Regions from separate parts of the Pan troglodytes genome. Here region 2 is linked to region 1. A link is a contact called in public capture Hi-C data. All regions are on one chromosome and are shown on one strand. Each heading gives the region's core, a stretch centred on a gene start, on an enhancer-like site or on the middle of the called end of the contact. The rest is flanking DNA. Distances are from core to core; before and after follow the strand shown.

Region 1 (3,717 bases), core at 1,091-3,590:
TTAGCTGGGCGTAGTGGCACACGTCTAATCCTAGCTCTTCGGGAGGCTGAGGCATGAGAATTGCTGGAACCCAGGAGGTGGAGGCTGCAGTGAGCAGAGATCATACCACTGTACTCCAGCCTGGGTGAGAGAGCAAGACTCTGTCTCAAAACCAAATTCCTGGTCATGTCCTTTGAGAGGCACATCTGGGAGTCCTGCTCTGTGTGGTGTCTGAGCTCCTGGAACCTGACAGTGAGTCTGCCAGCATCCTCTCAACTCTGAGTGCCTATGATCCCAGTCTCAGTAACTGCTTCCTGCCCTCGTCTTTCCTCCTCTCTGGGTTCCTCATAAAAATGTCCAGGAGGAACCAACTCTTCTGGTCCTGGGTCACCTCCGAATGGCCACAGAGTCATGAGCTCCCTGGGCTGCACAGCCGGATCCTGGACACTGCAGGACTCTGGCTTGCCTGGTAGACGCCCCCTGCCATCGCACCGAGGGCCAGCCCTCCAGCAGCAGCAGCGAGAGCCTCAGGAGAGCAATGCTCCTGGTCACTAGAGGCCACATGAGCCACAAAGACGAGGCCGGTGTGGACCTGCAGCGCTGCATCGTCGACTGCTGCTCTCTCTGAGGGCCACTCCTCTGAGTCTCCCACGCGGTCCCTTCTAGTCACAGTGGGGTAGTAGGAGGTCCTCAGGGCATTTTCCTGAAGCAGCTGGTTGGAACTTTGGCCGTTCCAATGGCAGAGCCAGAGGATTTCTGCTGCTTTCATGTTGCCAAGGAGCCCTTGAAGGAGAAGGTGCCCTGGGGCAGGGGTGAGTTCAGATTTCAGTTCTGCCACCTGCCAGTGGCACTGTGAGGGCTGGAAAGGGTGCCAGACAGAGAATGTGGACACCTATGTTCTCTTCTAGACCTTCTCTGCCTCATCGTGACTTTGGATGAGTCATAGGTCATCTCTGTCCTCAGTTTCCCTCCTTTTTAAAAGTGAGGTGGCCAGATGACTTCAAGGCACCTTCCCCACCATCCCCTAGTCCGTTGTGTGATAAAGCTCACAGGAGGTGGGGGTCAGGGCACCCTTCATTCCTGGGCCACCCTGTGCCACCCAGCTCCCTGGACCTGGCCCACAACCCCACCTCCTCTCATCTGCCCTCACCCCATGACATTGTCCACGTTCGCACAAGCTCCAGGGGACAAGGCCTCATCTGTCTTGTTCACGGTGAACTCCCCAAGACCTAGAGCAGGGTCTGGCGCTTGGTAGGTGCTCAGGGCACATTTTTGGACAAGTGAGTGCTGGCCAGGACGCCCCTCCAAGAGCGGACCCATCTCCAGCCAGGCCACCCCTCCAAGAGCAGACCCATCTCCAGCCAGGCCACCCCTTCAAGAACGGGCCCATCTCCAGCCAGCTTGTCCCACAGGTTCGGCAGTGTCTTCCCGAGCCTCAACATGGCGGTGAAGAGGCGGGAACAGGCCTTGCAGGACTACAGGAGGCTGCAGGCCAAGGTGGAGAAGTATGAGGAAAAGGAGAAGACGGGGCCAGTGCTGGCCAAGCTCCACCAGGTACCAGGGGAGACAGGCGGGCAGGGGCTAGACAGGTGGGCCATCGTGGTCACCTGTGGTAAGTCCCTCCCCTCACCTGGGGGCACCAAGACACCAGACGTCCCCACCCCACCCATCCCGTATCCGGCACCCAGCAGTGAGAGAGTTTCGACACCCAGGTCTTGTTCCCTAGGCACGAGAGGAGCTGCGGCCTGTACGGGAGGACTTTGAAGCCAAGAACAGGCAGCTGCTGGAGGAGATGCCGCGCTTCTACGGCAGCCGCCTCGACTACTTCCAGCCCAGCTTCGAGTCCCTCATCCGAGCTCAGGTGAGGCCGCCAGGTGCTCTTCCCCTGGGCTTGGTATACACAGCTCATGCCACTCCCTGTCACCCACACTGGAAGGGTGGCTTAGCCATTCTCCGTAAAGACAGGGCACCCACCCCAGGCAAAGCCCTGAAGGAATTCATTCCATTACCAGAGTCCCAGGCTCAGCGACTTGGGGACCCTGTCTGCTGTTAGAGTCCTCACATTGCTCTCTGGTAAATCCCAGACCAGGAATGGCCGAGGTTCCCTTTTTGTCCAGCAGTTCCCCCATGGATCTCTCTACATTTCACCATAAGTAGCTCCTCTGCCCCGCACCCTCAAGTGGGCAGTTTCTTGGCCCAGGGTGGTGCCGAGAAGAAAGGGATCTGGAGAATGGAGGCCTTTTCTGAGGACTCAGCTCCCCTCCCCTGCCTACTGTGAGCCAGTCTTTTTAGCAGGAAACGGCGGGAGTCCTGCCTTGGAACCACTAAGGAAGGGGGCTCCAGAGCCCTGGGGAGAGCCACAGTCAGGGCTGCTCCTAGGGCCCTGGGGTGGAAAGGCAGGCCTGGAGGCATGGGGGCGCCACTGGGGGTCAGACACGGGCCAGGCCCCAGCGTCTCCTTCCACTCGGGGACGGGAGGACACGGAGTGGCATGCTCCTCACCCTCCTCCATCTTCAAGCCTTTAGGAAGGATTGTTCCCCCCAACTGGCAAAATAGAAAAGGGTGGGCACCCATGCCAGAAGCGGGTCCCTTCCACACAGGACCCTGCTGATGGCTTGCGCTCAGCAACAGCCTTAGTACCCCAACACCCGTGGCACCCTGCCAGGTCCCTGTGGCTCTGCCCCTCCTGGCCCGGGTGGTCTGAGCGTGGCTGGGCGTCTGGCGCCCTCCAGTGGCCATTTCCTGCAGGCCCGTAGTCGCAGCCGTGAAGTCTGGCCAGTGCACACCCACCCTGCCGGGCCAAAGTCAGGGTGGCCACCTGCCCCAGTCAGGACACCTGAGCAGGGTTCATGCCGGGGTGGGGCCTTGTCAGTGACCCACGTACTTGGTCCTGTGCCATACTTAGGGGGCAGTGAGACCTAGAGCCTCCTGCAGGAGGAGGTGGGGACTTCTCCTGACACTTGCTCCTGCAGCGAGGGCTCCCTCCAGCCGCCCCATTGGGTTCACGGGAGACCTGGGCCTGCCTCTTCCTCACTGTCACCTGGGTGCTGCCCTGCACCCTCCCTCCTGTTGCTCACAGGAGGAAGCCACAGGGTGCCAGGCTCCCGCATGTCCAGGTTGGAGCAGATGGGAGGCCAGGGATGCCCTTTAACCAGGCAGCATTGCTGGGGGCTGTTGACTGCCTCTTGGGCCCCAGCCTCCCCCTCGCCCGCCCGGCTGCCATTAGTCATGGAGAAGTGAGTATTCCCAGTGACTCAGCACACAGTGGCTTGGGCAGGGAGTGGGGGCAGGGTGGGCCGCCCCCAACCCAGAGGTGACAGCAGTGTGTTGAGACCAGCTCACTTTAGCACCCCCTCGGCCGGCGGAAATCTCGCCTCAGGAGTATCAGCCGTGGGTCCCCGCCCCACCTGGCATTTCCCACAAGGTCCCCTTAGTGTCTAGAGCTCCTCCTCATGTCTAGAGTGAAACGTGGAAGCTTTCAGGAAACTGCATGTTTTCATTGGGTCATGAGGTAGAAACTGAGGCAGAAGTGGCCCCTATTGTCTGTGGAAAAGCCCCTGGTCCTCAGCCATCTGGGAGAATTGACGGGCTTCCCCATTCCTCCACCTGCCCCACCCTCAACCCTGTGTCCCCTCCCATACCATTTCTGGTGCCTCCCTAGAGGGACCCTGGCAGTGAACCTGGCCTCTGAGCTGTCCCCCTGGCCACGCAGCTTGGGCCATGAGCAAGGGTGGGATG
Region 2 (4,188 bases), core at 1,496-3,995, 290 kb before region 1:
GCACGCCTGTGGACAGCCAAGAGGAGCAGAGAAAGGAAGCCTGCTGATTCTAACTCCTGGGATGGGAGGTGCAGAGGCCGGGCAGGAACCCAATCTTTTAGAGGAGTATGTGCTACTCTGCGGGACAGGACTCTCGGCTTCACCATCCATTCACTTGTCTTGGGGTTTGTCCCTTATGTAGTGAGGGTCAGTCAGATGCTTTCACAGGCCAGGGACAGTCCCAAAGGAATTCTCCCCAAAGGGCTCCCTTCCGCGTGCTGATGATGCTGCAGACATCCACTAGATGGCAGTGTAGACTTTTCTGAGCACCTGGTGTCCTCCAGAGCAGGGATTTGAAGCCTGTTGGGAAAGTCTTTGGTTTGATTTGGTTTCGTTGCCCTGGCTTATCAGCACATTACACAAAGACGACATCACCCACGCCACATCCTGAAGTCTTGTACTGTTAAACCCATCCTGCCTCAGCCCGGGGGTGGGGTGGGGAGAAAACGGATGTGGAACATAGAGATTTATGAGGAACACAGAGCTGTGGTCAAGAAAGCCAGGGAGAGTGAAGATTTTACAAAGGAAGATTTGATCGAAGCTGTGGGAAGAAGAAAAACATAGTATTCTACTACTACGGAACTATAGTTTATGGAAATGTAACAGACCTATAAGAAGGCAGATTCAGAGAGATTTGCCAAAGTGGTCAGTGAGTGCCACCTTATTCCATTCCTGGGCACTACTCGGACCTTTCATTTAAGTCTCCAAGTTAAGTATTTCTTTCATCAAGACTATTAGTGGCATGTGACAAAAAGTCAACTCAAATCGGCTTAAGCCAGAAAAGAGGGGGAAACATTGGTTCACAAAACTGAAAACTCCAGGGATAACTTCAGGCGAGGCTGGATCCAGGTGCTCAGTGTCACCAGGAATCTGTCTCTTGATTGTTTTTTTCTGTGCTGTTTTCATTTGTAAATAGAGTCTTTCCTTGTGACAAAGATGGCCCCAACAGCCTTAGGTTTGTGTTTGACCAATTTGTCAACCCCAGTGGAAATAGGGTTTTCCATCCATTAAAAGTCACAGGATTGGTCTCGCTTTGGTCTTGTGCCTATCCCTGAACCTAGCAGTGACCCTCTACAGCTCCCCTTAATCTACAAGGACTGAGAGTAGAGGAGGATGGTTGCCCTGAATGCAAGTCAAGGTGTGATTGATCAGATAAGGGTGAAAGGATGTTAGGTAGGAAATGCAAGGGCAGGTCCTATGGAAGTGAGTAATCTGGCCAAGTACAGAGCTGAAAGGTGCCAGAGCCAGAGTCAAAGCCAGGTCTGCCCAACTCCAGAGCCCATGGGCCTGGCCAGTGGGCCACTGGCAAGGGCTCTAAGGGAGACACCAGGGGGCGCTGGCACAGGCAGGGGTGGGCTGGCCGAAGGGAAGCTTTCCCTGGTTAGAATGGAAGGGGGTGGGCAGGAAGGATAGTTCTTCCTAGGGAAGGTGGTAGTTGGAGCTTCCCTTAAGGGAGAGGGCATGACTGGTGAGGCTGGAGGAGCAAGTGCTATCTGGGTCCCTCAAGAAAAGGGTGCGGGGAGCCTGAGTGTTTAGGACAGAGAAGAGCATGAAGGTATTTCTTCTGGGCCTGATGGAGAAGGGCACGAGTTGGTGACTGCTATGTGGGGATGGTGCATTGCTTCCAAGGTGACTGAAGCAATGCCACCAAAGCAGTGACTGCCAGTGGACATGCCTGGGAACACCCCCCCCCTCCCCCGCCCCCAGCAAACTCCAAAGCCCTGGAAAGAGGGGTGCAGCAGTGCCTCTGTGCCCACCAGAGAGCTTCCCACCTCCATATTCTGGCATTGGCCACTTCCCCATCCTTGGCGTCTTTGGACCCTGCTCCCGTCACAATGCTTCCTCCTCTAGGAAGCCTTCCCTGACTGCCTCCCTCTGGGCTCCACCTACATCCCTGGCTGATCTTTTCTTTCTCTGTGCTTTTAAAATGTTCCTACCCTCTAAACTGGGTTTTGACTTCCCTGTGTCTTGTGCTGTAGTTGCTCATTCCTGTCTCTCAAAGCTTCAAGCACTTTATAAGTTAGGAGAGAAAGACTATGTGTTGTTTTTCTTTGAGTCACCCGTGGGCCCCACCAGCACCTCAGATGCCATGCTGGCTGACTGGGTGACTAGGTGAGAGAGTGAACAGGTGAATGCATGAATTCATGAATGCATGAATGAATGAATGACATGTGGGAGAGCATCTCCTGGAGTGTGAGCTATGAGCTGTGTCAGCCCAACTGTTGGCCCTTTCAGCATCTGTTGAAGGAAAGCTGCTAAACCTAGTGAACCCAGGGCAGCAGGACTCTCTCCTCCCCCTAGGGGTGGGGTGTGAGCTGGGGGGTGGGTGGGGAAGCAGGCAGAGAAAGAGAGGAAGTCAGGCAGGTTCATGAGAAGGCAAAGTAACACAGGAAAACGTGGCTGGCTCCCGTGCCAGCTATGGCTGAGCGAGAGAGGTGTGGAAGTAAGAGGAAGCGTTTCTCCCCTGGCGCTCTGACAAACATGAAGAGGCAAACATTTAAAAATGCATCCCGTTCTCAAGCCAAGGAAAACTGAAAGGCCCCTGAGAAGCTTCTTGACTGGGGGCTTATTCTCCACCTTAAATTTCGCCAGCTGGAATCCTTTTGAAGTGCAGAAATTGCCTTTAAGTGGGGAATGTGCATTGCATTACAGGGAGGGAACAAAAGGCTGCCTCGGTCTGTCCCGCTCTCCCTGGAGTTTCCAATCAGGCTTGGCCCAGGCACTATTTCTTCTCCTCACAAAGCAGGTGGCCCTGAGTGCCCTATCCACCTGGGCCAGTGCATTTCATGCCAGCCCAGGCCTCTAGCCGCAGCCTCCCAGGGAGCACCTTCTCGCCCTCATTGGCCCATGGTGGAGACACAAGTTTCAACCCAAATTTTCTAGAGGCCTGGAACTCTCCTCTCTATAAGAGACCTCGGAACTCACAGGTCCACCGCCCCCACCAACCCTTCTCTGTATACACAGAGCAGAAAAATACAGGCTGCTGCAGTCACAAAATGATTAGCCGAGGAAGGACAGGGGGCTCCCAACACCCACAGCAATTCTAGAAGAACAGCCCCTAATGGATGGAGCAGAGACGTCTTCCAGTAGACTACATGTGGAGTCTCCTCTCCTACATGTGGAAGCGGTCAAGTGCAGGCCCACTGGCTCAGGGGACTGCAGCCGCCACGGACTATTTGGTGTTAGGGATGTGCGGTGACTCACTTCGTAAATATTACTGAACACACTGTGCATCAGGCACCATGTCAGTGCTATTGATTCAGAGACGAAAGACACTATCACGGAGCTTGCAGTATAGCTGGGGAGATAGACAGGTAGTGGGCAAGCATGGGGACACAGGGTGTCAGTGAGCCAGGACCCAGCAAGGGACAGATGGGAGCCAGGATGGTGAGGTGAGGGATGAGGCTTGTGGTGGGGTCGGGGGTCGGGGCGGGTAGGGCAGGGGCACATCCATGGTTAGGAGCCAAGAACTTCATGGCCCTGGTGTGGAGTTTAGAGTTTATCTTAAAGTTTGGCTGGTGGCTGGGGGAGGAGAGTCACCATTTGATTTTTAGGCTGGTAAATGTGATCAGATTTGCAATTTGGGAAGGTCACTCCAGCAGCAGGTGGAAGAATGGAAGAAAGGTAAGATTGAAGGCAAGGTGCCCACCCTGCAACCTAGGTGATGGCATGGACCATGGGCTGGGCTTAAAAGATGTTAAGGATGGGGAACCCATAGAGCTTGGGGGCTGTGGGGATATTGGGGAGAGGGAGAGTCCAGATGACCCTCGGGTTTCTGTGATGAGCAGGCGAGTGGGTAACAATGAGGTTGAGTATATAATTTCTCATCTAAGACAGGACCCTTTTGAGACTAAAGGGGGGTGCTGTTAATAGTTATGCCAGGACAATGTGTGTCATTAGGCACGGCGCTGGCAAGCTGGGGTATATGTTAACTCTAATAACGGTGCCTTCACCAAGAAGGGGACACAGAGAAGCACTGGGTTTTTTACAGGGATGGCAGCCATTGGCACCGAATTCTGCACAGAAACCCATAGAGTTTGAGGAGGCTGTAGCATCCAGAGGTAGCTGCCCGAGAGGCAGGTCGGCCATCTGACTCCAGAAGAGAAGGCAGGGCTGGGCACCTGGGTCTGCATCCTCAGTGTTCCAGCA

Evidence for each region. Capture Hi-C pulls out chosen DNA fragments and counts their contacts.
Region 2: a contact with region 1 is called in a capture Hi-C map of stem cell-derived neural stem cells, with 9 times the contacts expected there. The contact joins two enhancer-like sites. A contact is called at or near these places in 4 of 7 Hi-C or Micro-C datasets (blood, induced pluripotent stem cells and stem cell-derived neural progenitor cells) and 1 of 1 other capture datasets (stem cell-derived neural stem cells).

What each region holds. Positions count from the first base shown.
Region 1 is chr7:30,951,019-30,954,735 of NHGRI_mPanTro3-v2.0_pri, reverse strand. It overlaps BIN3 (bridging integrator 3), which reads left to right. Exons shown (of 10, transcript XM_054657306.2): 8 at 1,392-1,533; 9 at 1,706-1,840. Among named protein-coding and RNA genes, the nearest start is that of CCAR2, 19 kb to the right of the region's middle. Within about 2 kb of position 2,340, at least 1 of the 24 cell types and tissues checked has an H3K27ac peak or open chromatin away from gene starts, as enhancers often do. A contact at or near this core is called in stem cell-derived neural stem cells, where this site is marked.
Region 2 is chr7:31,244,263-31,248,450 of NHGRI_mPanTro3-v2.0_pri, reverse strand. All of the region lies in intron 3 of PEBP4 (phosphatidylethanolamine binding protein 4), which reads left to right. Among named protein-coding and RNA genes, the nearest start is that of PEBP4, 24 kb to the left of the region's middle. Within about 2 kb of position 2,745, at least 3 of the 24 cell types and tissues checked have an H3K27ac peak or open chromatin away from gene starts, as enhancers often do. A contact at or near this core is called in stem cell-derived neural stem cells, where this site is marked.